Regions from separate parts of the Mus musculus genome. Here region 1 is linked to region 2. Evidence: chromatin contacts called from public HiChIP or PLAC-seq data. All regions are on one chromosome and are shown on one strand. Each heading gives the region's core, a stretch centred on a gene start, on an enhancer-like site or on the middle of the called end of the contact. The rest is flanking DNA. Distances are from core to core; before and after follow the strand shown. Region 1 has its middle 63 kb from the start of Gm14062. Region 2 has its middle 68 kb from the start of Gm14062.

Region 1 (4,332 bases), core at 1,558-4,057, 130 kb before region 2:
CACAGTTGCCAAGGACAGAGACAAGAATCAGGAGCACCGCACCCCCATAACCGTGTGTGTGTGTGTGTGTGTGTGTGTGTGTGTGAGAGAGAGAGAGAGAGAGAGAGAGAGAGAGAGAGAGAGAGAGAGAGAAAGAGATTCTAGACCACAGACTCTTGTATCATGTTGGCCCCACAATGGCTTTATATAAATGAGCCATTCTTGTGTCCCAGTTATCCTCCCAATTATCTCTCTTGATGCCTACTTTCCATTAACATTTAAACACAAAACAACACTGGCAAAATATGTTAGAAACAATATTTAAGTATAGGCTTCAATGGTGAGTATTTGTAGTTTTATTTCAATTCTTAGAATCAAGTCCTGAACACTCTGAACTCTGACAATGCAACACATGGTTAGTACCTTTTAATTTGTGGCAATGTAAAAATTATAGACACTTTGTATATAAAGGGAAGAGAAAACATGAGGCACATCTTTGGAAAAGAAATTTTTATCGATACCGTTCCTTTAAACTTACCTTCTGGTCTGATTTTAAAAGTGAGGCCCAACACTGTCATCACTTAGATTCATTTGATCAGTTACAAAATATTTCAAAGTAATTAAAACATTACAAAATTTTAAAAACACACCAGAACACATACTAGCTACATTTATCACTGCTATGATGAAATACTTGACAAGAAGCAACTGAAGGGAGGAAGGCATTATTTAGGTTGATGGCTTTTGAAGGTACAAATTCACTGTGGCAGAGAAGGCATGGTGGGGCAGGCAGTTTATGCCAGAAGAGAAATTAGATCCCTCTCCTAAGGACCCATTTCCTCAAGCTAGATCCCATCTCATAAATGTTCTTCAACTTCCATTATTGCACGGTTAGCTGTGGCCAAATGTTCCCTGGGTTTTGCTGGTCAGTCAGCCTGCCTCAACTGGGAAGCCCTGGATTCAGTGAGAGATTGGTGAGGACATCTCACCTTTGGCTTCTGCAAACATATCCATGCATACACAAATGAGTGCGCAAGGGCACACACATACACACACACACACACACACACACACACACACACACACAAAAACATGACTTGGAGAAAATTCATTAGTAAGTCCATAGCAGAAATACTTAAGGGTTTGGTGATGTGGTCATTATTTTTCTAAATTTCTTTATGACTCCTCCCCTAAAAATTTGGATATCTCACTAAGAACTGTGTATAAATGTTTACATACAGATGTTTTTGAAGCTACTGTATTCAATTCTCATCTGAACAATGAGAGCCCTGTGGTGTCACCAAGGCCCTCTAAGTTTTAAAAAAGAAAGAATAAACTGTTTTTATAATCTATGGTGAGTTGTATAAAATTTGGATGAGGATCATAATTACAGGTTCATTATTAAGCAAGACTTCCCTGGGGTGATGGAACATATCCCCAGTGATGTGGAGAGGACAAATATAAGTACCGTATTCTTCCCATAGCCTGAGATGCTACCCACATGCAGGATACGACCGCGTGTAGTGGAGCTGAGTTACTGCCACAGCTTAAAGCTTTTGTCTCTGCAACAAAGATAGCCCAGCAGATCCATCCCACTAACCTGAGACTTCAGAATCAAGGAACAGGTAGAGAGAAGCAAGTACTAAGCCCTATTCCTTTATGTTTTGTGATCTACAATTTTATTTGTTCCAATCAGCCACTTTCCAAATTAATAAATGGAAATTTTCAGAAATAAGCAATTTTTTAATTTAGCTTTGTTCATGTAAGTAACTTTTATTGATAGTATTCTGTTATAATTGTTCTTATTAGTTATTGTTTTTAATCTTTTACTGTGTTTCATTTTAAGTTAACCTTTAATTTAGACATGCATGTACAGAATATATATGTATATGTATAAATATATGAAGTATGGGCAATCTACTCTGGGTCATGAGTCCATTCCCTGGCCCCTCTACACACATGTATACACACAGACAGATAAGTGGTGGATTATTGTGGGCTTAGGGAAAGAAAGACTAGAGGCTGTGATGAACATACTCCCTATGACACAGATATGATCAGGTCCGTAAAGCCTGAAGCTCCTGAAGAACAGGCTTAATGAGTGGCAAACTCTTTTTATTCCTGAGAAATTCCAAGAGGCTTTGCATGCTTTCCTTCTGTGCCCTTACCCTCTGAAGCACAAGAATCCCACCTGGGCCTTTGCTGTTTGCTGTAGTTTGCTCCACCCCAGCTGAAGGACAGAGTACTTGAAACCAGAGTCAGCAACCAGACCAAAAGCAAATGGATTTGGTGAGGCAATCCTGCTCCAAAAACCCTCAGTGTATCGGGTTACACCCCTACACCTTCAACCAATTGTACATAGAAAGTAGTTTCAAAAATTTCCCAGCGCATATTCTGACCATTTTGTCATAATTCACTCACCAAAGAGTGCAGTTTAACAATTACATTCACATCAATCATATTTCACATGGTATAAATAATCTAGAATGCTTCAAAGCAGACAGGCCATATGCAAATACAAGGCCATTTTGCTTGCATCAGGGACTTTAGTATCTACGTATTAAAATGTCTGCAGAGAGTCTTGACACAAGTTTCTGTTGGGTGCTGTGGGACAACTGTCATTGTGGTTGTCACGTGACCCTTATCTGCATTTTGGATGACCTCTCTGCCTCCAGGACTGGGGGTTGTCAATCAAGAGTTGCCAAAGTTCTGCCCGAAACACTCTGACTAATCTTTATTAATTCTGTCCCTTCTCTCTAAGGCCCTTCCGGCTGTCTGCATTGACAATCTGTGAGAAGACAGGGACAGCAACAGCCAGGCCACACTGAGAGCTTTCTATGCAAACCACGCAAAAGAAACCTATTTATAACTCCGTGCTAGGGACTCCCTTTTCCTGTCCAAAGCCTGTCACTCTTTGTCCGGTTTCTTGGGCTTTTGTTAGGTCCAGAGAAACTATTTGCATTTGAAGAAAGGGCAACAGGAGGCTCCCTGGCTAGTTTGTAATACAGTCATCTTGGCTATGAATTTTTAAACTCAATCTGATTTCACAATTCCAGCAGATATACATTTGGAGTTTTGTGTTAAATATTTTGGGGTTGCTGAATAGTCACCGGACAGAAAACTCTACCACACTGAAACTGTCATAGCACTCATTCAGAAGAATGAAATTCACAATTAGCATATCAAGGATCAAGTTGTAGTGCCTAGCTACTGGACATCTCCAGATGGTCTCTATAGGTTCTAGTTTCCCTTTGGTGGGCATTTCAGCTACTGACATCCCCTTTGGGTCCTGGGAACCTCTTGCTTCCTGGCATCTGGGACCTTCTGCTGGCTACCCCTGGCTCCCCATCCCTCACTGCTACATATTTCTGTTCAATTTCCTGACCTTCTTACTTCTCTCCTGACTCTTCTCATACATGACCCTCCCTTTTTCCCTCCCTCTCCCCTCTCCCTATCAGGTTCCTCTATCCCTCTATCTCCTGTGATTATTTTGTTCCCTCTTCTAAGTACAATTGAAGCATCCATACTTTGGTCTTCTACTTTCTTAAGCTTCACATGGTCTGTGAGTTGTATGGTGGGGATTCTGAGGTTTTGGGCTAATTATCCACACTTATCAGTGAGTACATACCCATGTGTGTTCTTTTGTGTCTGGGTTACCTCACACAAGATGACTTTTCTAGTTCCATCCATTGGCTTGAAAGTTTCATGAAGCCATTGTTTTTAAAAGCTGAGTAGTATTCCTTTGTGTAAATTTGCCACATTTTCTGTATCCATCATTCCATTGAGGGACATGTGGGTTATTTCCAACTTCCAGCACCCACCCATCTCAGAAAATTTTAGCCCAGAATCATTCCTACCTAATGGAAATGCAGAGACAAAAGAAAAAAAAATGGAGCAGATACTGAGGAAAGGCCATCCATAGACAGCCCCACCTATGTAAGGATCCTTCCCATCTACAAACACCAAACACAGACACTATTGCTGATGCCAACAAGTGCTTGCTGACATGATCCTGGTATAGGTGTCTCCCGAGAGGCTTTACCAGCACCTGACCAAAACAGGTGCAGATACCCACAGCCAACCAGCAGACTGAACCTGGGGACCCCAAGGGAAGAGCTAGGGGAAGGTCTGAGGAGCTGAAGGGGATTGCAAACCCATAGGAAGAATAACAATATCAACTAACCGGACCCCCCAGAGCTCCCAGGGACTAAACCACCAACCAAAGAGTACTCATGGAGGGAATCATAGCTCCAGCTGCATAGGTAGCAGAGGATGGCCTTATCTGGCATCATGGGAGGAGAAGACTTTGGTCCTGTGGAGGCTTGATGCTCCAGTTTAAGAGGATGCTAGAGT
Region 2 (4,246 bases), core at 1,095-3,594:
CACTCCTACCCCAGATCCACTCCTCTGTTTACCTTCACAAAAAAAGCAGGCCTCCCAGACAGATAGGAGAAGCACGGTATAAGATACAAAAAGACTAGGCACCAACCCTCAAATCAGGGTGAAGTGAGGCAATCCAGTAGGAGGAAAAGGGTCCAAAGAGCAGATAAGAGTCAAAAGCACCCCAGTCCCAAGGTAGAAGTCTCACAAAAAACGCCAAGCTAACAACCATAACATATATGCAGAGGACCTAGCATAGACCCATGCTGGCTCTGTAATTGTCGCGTTAGTCTCTGTGATTCCTGCTTAGTTGATTCTGTGAGCCTTGTTCTTGTGGCATCCTTGAGCCCTAGCTTGTTTATGAACGTTCATACACATTGCTCAGTTCACAAAAGAACCTAAAGATTCTTTTACTTCTTTTCCCAATTTCTTAAATAACAACCTTGATTCTTTTTTGTTGGACACTATTCTTGTACTAAGACAAATGTAATCTGTTTTTCCTGTAATAAAGGTGAAGGTACTACTATATTCCATTCTATCTAAACCAAAGCCCTTAAATGCCCCTTCCCATGTTAAAGCTGAGCCATCACTATAACATAAAGATAGAGGTCTTCTCCTCTAGCACTGAACAGTCCCAGTCCTTTTTCAAATGTTCAGTGCCTGAAAGTGCCTAGAGGGTGATGCACTCAAAACCATTGCCAATGCAGAAGGTCCTAATGCAGGTGACTTAGGAAATGTCTATAGTGTCATGCCAAGCCCAAGACATCAATGATAAAACCAAACAGTCAGGAAAGAGAGACTCTAAAAGAAACAGTTGATTCATACAATAAAATCATAATTGTAGGAGCTGTAAATTCATGTAGCAACTTTGGGAATTCATTTCATGTTTTGGCAATTAGTTTATTATTCAATAAATAAAAGGATTAGGACCATTGGACTTCTCTATTTTTATGTATATATGAGACCTTTTGTGGTACAGGTCCTCAGGCGGCAGGTGGCATTCCTAACCAAGTCTCCTGCAGTACCTTGAGGTCAATGCTTAAGGTCTGTAGACTGTTCTTTGAGATGAATGAATGAATGAGTGAATGAATGAATGAAAATAAAAATGGCATTAGCAGAGAGTCACGAAATTTTGGTTTGAAAAGGAACCTTAGAAATTCTATATGCAAATACTACCACTCAAGTATGACCTACCTCTTGACTCTTCAAGGATTGGAGAAAGCTCCCATTCATATTTTTAAAGAGACATGGGCACTCACAGGTCCGTATGAATTTAATAATCCTTTAAGTTGTTCTATAAAACCATAAATAAGTCTTCAGAAAACTTCTAGCTTTGTATGGAAAGCCTTGATCATTACCTAGTGGGCTGCGATGAAGTAAAGGGGTTTTTCATCTCATATGTTTTACTCAATGAAGATAGATCCATCTTCATGTTTGTGGAAACTGCCTACTGCTATTATCATCATGGTTAATTCTAGACATCAAAATATAGCTATTTCTAAGAAGTAATATTACTATATGAGGCTGAAAAAAAAGCAAAAAAACCAAATCACACTGAGTAGGAAGATTCTATTTTTTTCTCTGTGTGCGGTGTCCTGTGTGTGTGTGTGTGTGTGTGTGTGTGTGTGTGTGTGTGTATGCACATGCATGTGTGTATGTATGCACACATGTGTATGTGTATGGGGTCTGGTAAAAAATATATTGTATGCAGATACATACAATATATGCCATAATATAGTGTGCCTATTGTATATAATGTTCTGTAACACAATGCTCCATTGCCTATTCCCGTTTTCCCCCACAGTGCTTTTCAGTCTGAGACTCATAGATTAGTCTTGAATTTAAGATTTGCTGCTTCTCATGAGCCAAACTCGGAGTGCTTCAGTGAGCAGAGCCATGCAGAAGTATGTTTGTTACAATCAGAACCATTCAATTCCTCCTAAATGGGTGGGCCTGTTTTTTTGCATTTGCAACTTGGATTTTAAGGCTGGGAATACCGGAGCTGAGGAAGCTGAAGTACAAAGGAAGGGAATAAAAGGGCCAAGGACTAAAACCAACAGGGGCAGGCAATTGCAAGGTATATTAATGCATCCTGTGCAGAAATAGGGATTTATTACACTTGCAAGGGGTTTGTGTGTGTGTGTGTGTGTGTGTGTGTGTGTGTGTGTGTGTGTGCGCGCGCGCGCGCGTGCGAGTGCTTGTGCTCGTGCATGCACCCGCTGTATGAAAGGTAGAAAAGAGCTGACATTTGTTAGTCTCAATTGAGTAAGTGCAGTTGTAAAGAATAAAGGGAGCTTTTAGAAAGTGGGCAGCTGTGGCAGAGCCTGAAGCCATGGTACTTGATACTGCAATATACTCTCTCAGTGATGCTGGGCAGCTTTTGAGAGCAGCAAGCAAGCCATTCAGGGATGAGAACAATAGCAAATGTCAAGATTGAAAGAAAGAATCCACCCTTTAAAAGACTGTTGAATGACAAGTAGGCCAGATCAAAGAGAGAAACTTATCAAGTATTTATAATTATAATGCTAATGGAGATCAATAATCATAAAAGAAAACTCTAATAAAAATACAGAAAAGGACAAAACTACCCAATGACTCAAACACTCACCATTTCCCCCATTCTGCTTTTTTTGTGTGTGTGTGTATTTATTTCATTGCTCAATCATTGAAAAGGACATTTCTGGAACAAGCTTCAGTGTCTTTGCTTTGGAAATTATACAGTGGAAACCATGCTAGAGAAGCACAAAATAGGACTCACGAACAGTGTGCTGTAAGGCAAGCCACAGAACCTGTATCTTAGCAGGAGATTTTGTGATCAATGGGAAGTATTTAAGGAGGGGCAAAATTCTGAGGACACATCCATCACCTACTGCTACAGTCCTTCCACCATTCTTGTATCAGTTCTGTGCCCTACACATACACGGATATGCAAAGCTTCCTTCTAGCAGCTTGAGAGGTAAGACTTGAAGGGAAAACCCTGCTTTTGAAAACTTGCTTGGGCTTGCTGAACACCATGGTGGTTTAGAAGCCCAGGAAGAAATTTCGAAATCCGTCATTGCAAAATCACTTTTGCAATAAGTAATGAATAAAAACTGAAGGAAAATCTCTTTCCTCCCCAAAGTGAAACTGTACAACTTAACTTGTCTAAACAGCTCCTCATAACAGAAGTTTAAAGGCTCCATAAACCAAAGTGCTTCCCACGGCCAAGGCCAGAACCTCCAGCCATCACTGATTGATTGGTTCATTCAGTCAGATCTGTTATGATAGAGTTCATGGAAAGCACAGCCCTGGACATCACTGAAAAAGCAAGAATGTATGACAGCTTCCCCATGACCCTCAGGGGTCAGCAGAGATGTCTCCCATCACAAAACCATTATGTCACCTTGATAGAGCCCAACATACTGTTTATAAAACTTGGGGTCTTTTTCTACCCATTACATTACTGCAAAGAGGTAATCTAACTGTTGCCTCTAGCATCCTCAGCAGTGCTACTTCATGCCTGGTGGTAGGTCAGAAAACTTAGAGAAGCAAAATGAAGATCATATATCCAGCAACCCATCTTGAAAGTGACAATGTCATACACGGAGAAAGATATAAAGAATAAGTGTGAGATCCTTAAAGAAAGTCAGGTATTAAGGGCACTGACTGCCTATATAAACTTCATAAAACTAAAGGTCTTATGGATAGCAAGGGAAACAATCAAGTGAAGAAGAAATGCAAAGAGTGGGAACAATATTTGCCAGCTATATATCTGGTAGCAGATTAATATTTAGAACATATAAAAAACAAGAACAATAATAACCAAGTAATTAAGAAAACAAATGATGCAATTAAAAATGGACTATTAATCGGAACAGATATTTCTTGTAGGGAGTGGGTATCATCTGATAGGAAAAGGAATATGGTCAAAATATATTATATGCTGTGGTCTTTAATCCCAGCACTCAAGAGGCAGTGCCAGGTGGATTTTTGTGAGTTGGAGGCTAGCATGGTATACAAAGTGAGTTCTAGGATAGCCAATGCTGTTACACAGGGAAAACCCTGTTTAAAAACAAACAAACAAACAAACAAACAAACAAAAACAAGCAAAAAATGAAGGCAGTAAAAAGTTTAAAATATTCAAAAATGTTTAACGTTCTCAGTAATTATGGAGATGCGAATTAAAAGGACTTCGAGATTTTTGTCTTGCCCTACTCAGCATGGCTAATGTGGAATAAAAAAGCCATAACTGACAACAAATGCTGATGAG

Evidence for each region. HiChIP or PLAC-seq counts read pairs in DNA pulled down with a chosen protein or histone mark.
Region 1: a contact with region 2 is called in an H3K27ac HiChIP or PLAC-seq map of oligodendrocyte precursor cells, with 3 times the contacts expected there. The contact joins two enhancer-like sites. A contact is called at or near these places in 3 of 484 Hi-C or Micro-C datasets (the HL-1 cell line, adipose-derived mesenchymal stem cells and uterus) and 1 of 115 datasets of contacts at active chromatin or transcription factors (oligodendrocyte precursor cells).

The regions. Positions count from the first base shown.
Region 1 is chr2:137,937,691-137,942,022 of GRCm38.p6, reverse strand. No RefSeq gene overlaps it. Among named protein-coding and RNA genes, the nearest start is that of Gm14062, 63 kb to the right of the region's middle. Within about 2 kb of position 2,807, at least 17 of the 459 cell types and tissues checked have an H3K27ac peak or open chromatin away from gene starts, as enhancers often do. A contact at or near this core is called in oligodendrocyte precursor cells, where this site is marked.
Region 2 is chr2:137,806,594-137,810,839 of GRCm38.p6, reverse strand. No RefSeq gene overlaps it. Among named protein-coding and RNA genes, the nearest start is that of Gm14062, 68 kb to the left of the region's middle. Within about 2 kb of position 2,344, at least 46 of the 459 cell types and tissues checked have an H3K27ac peak or open chromatin away from gene starts, as enhancers often do. A contact at or near this core is called in oligodendrocyte precursor cells, where this site is marked.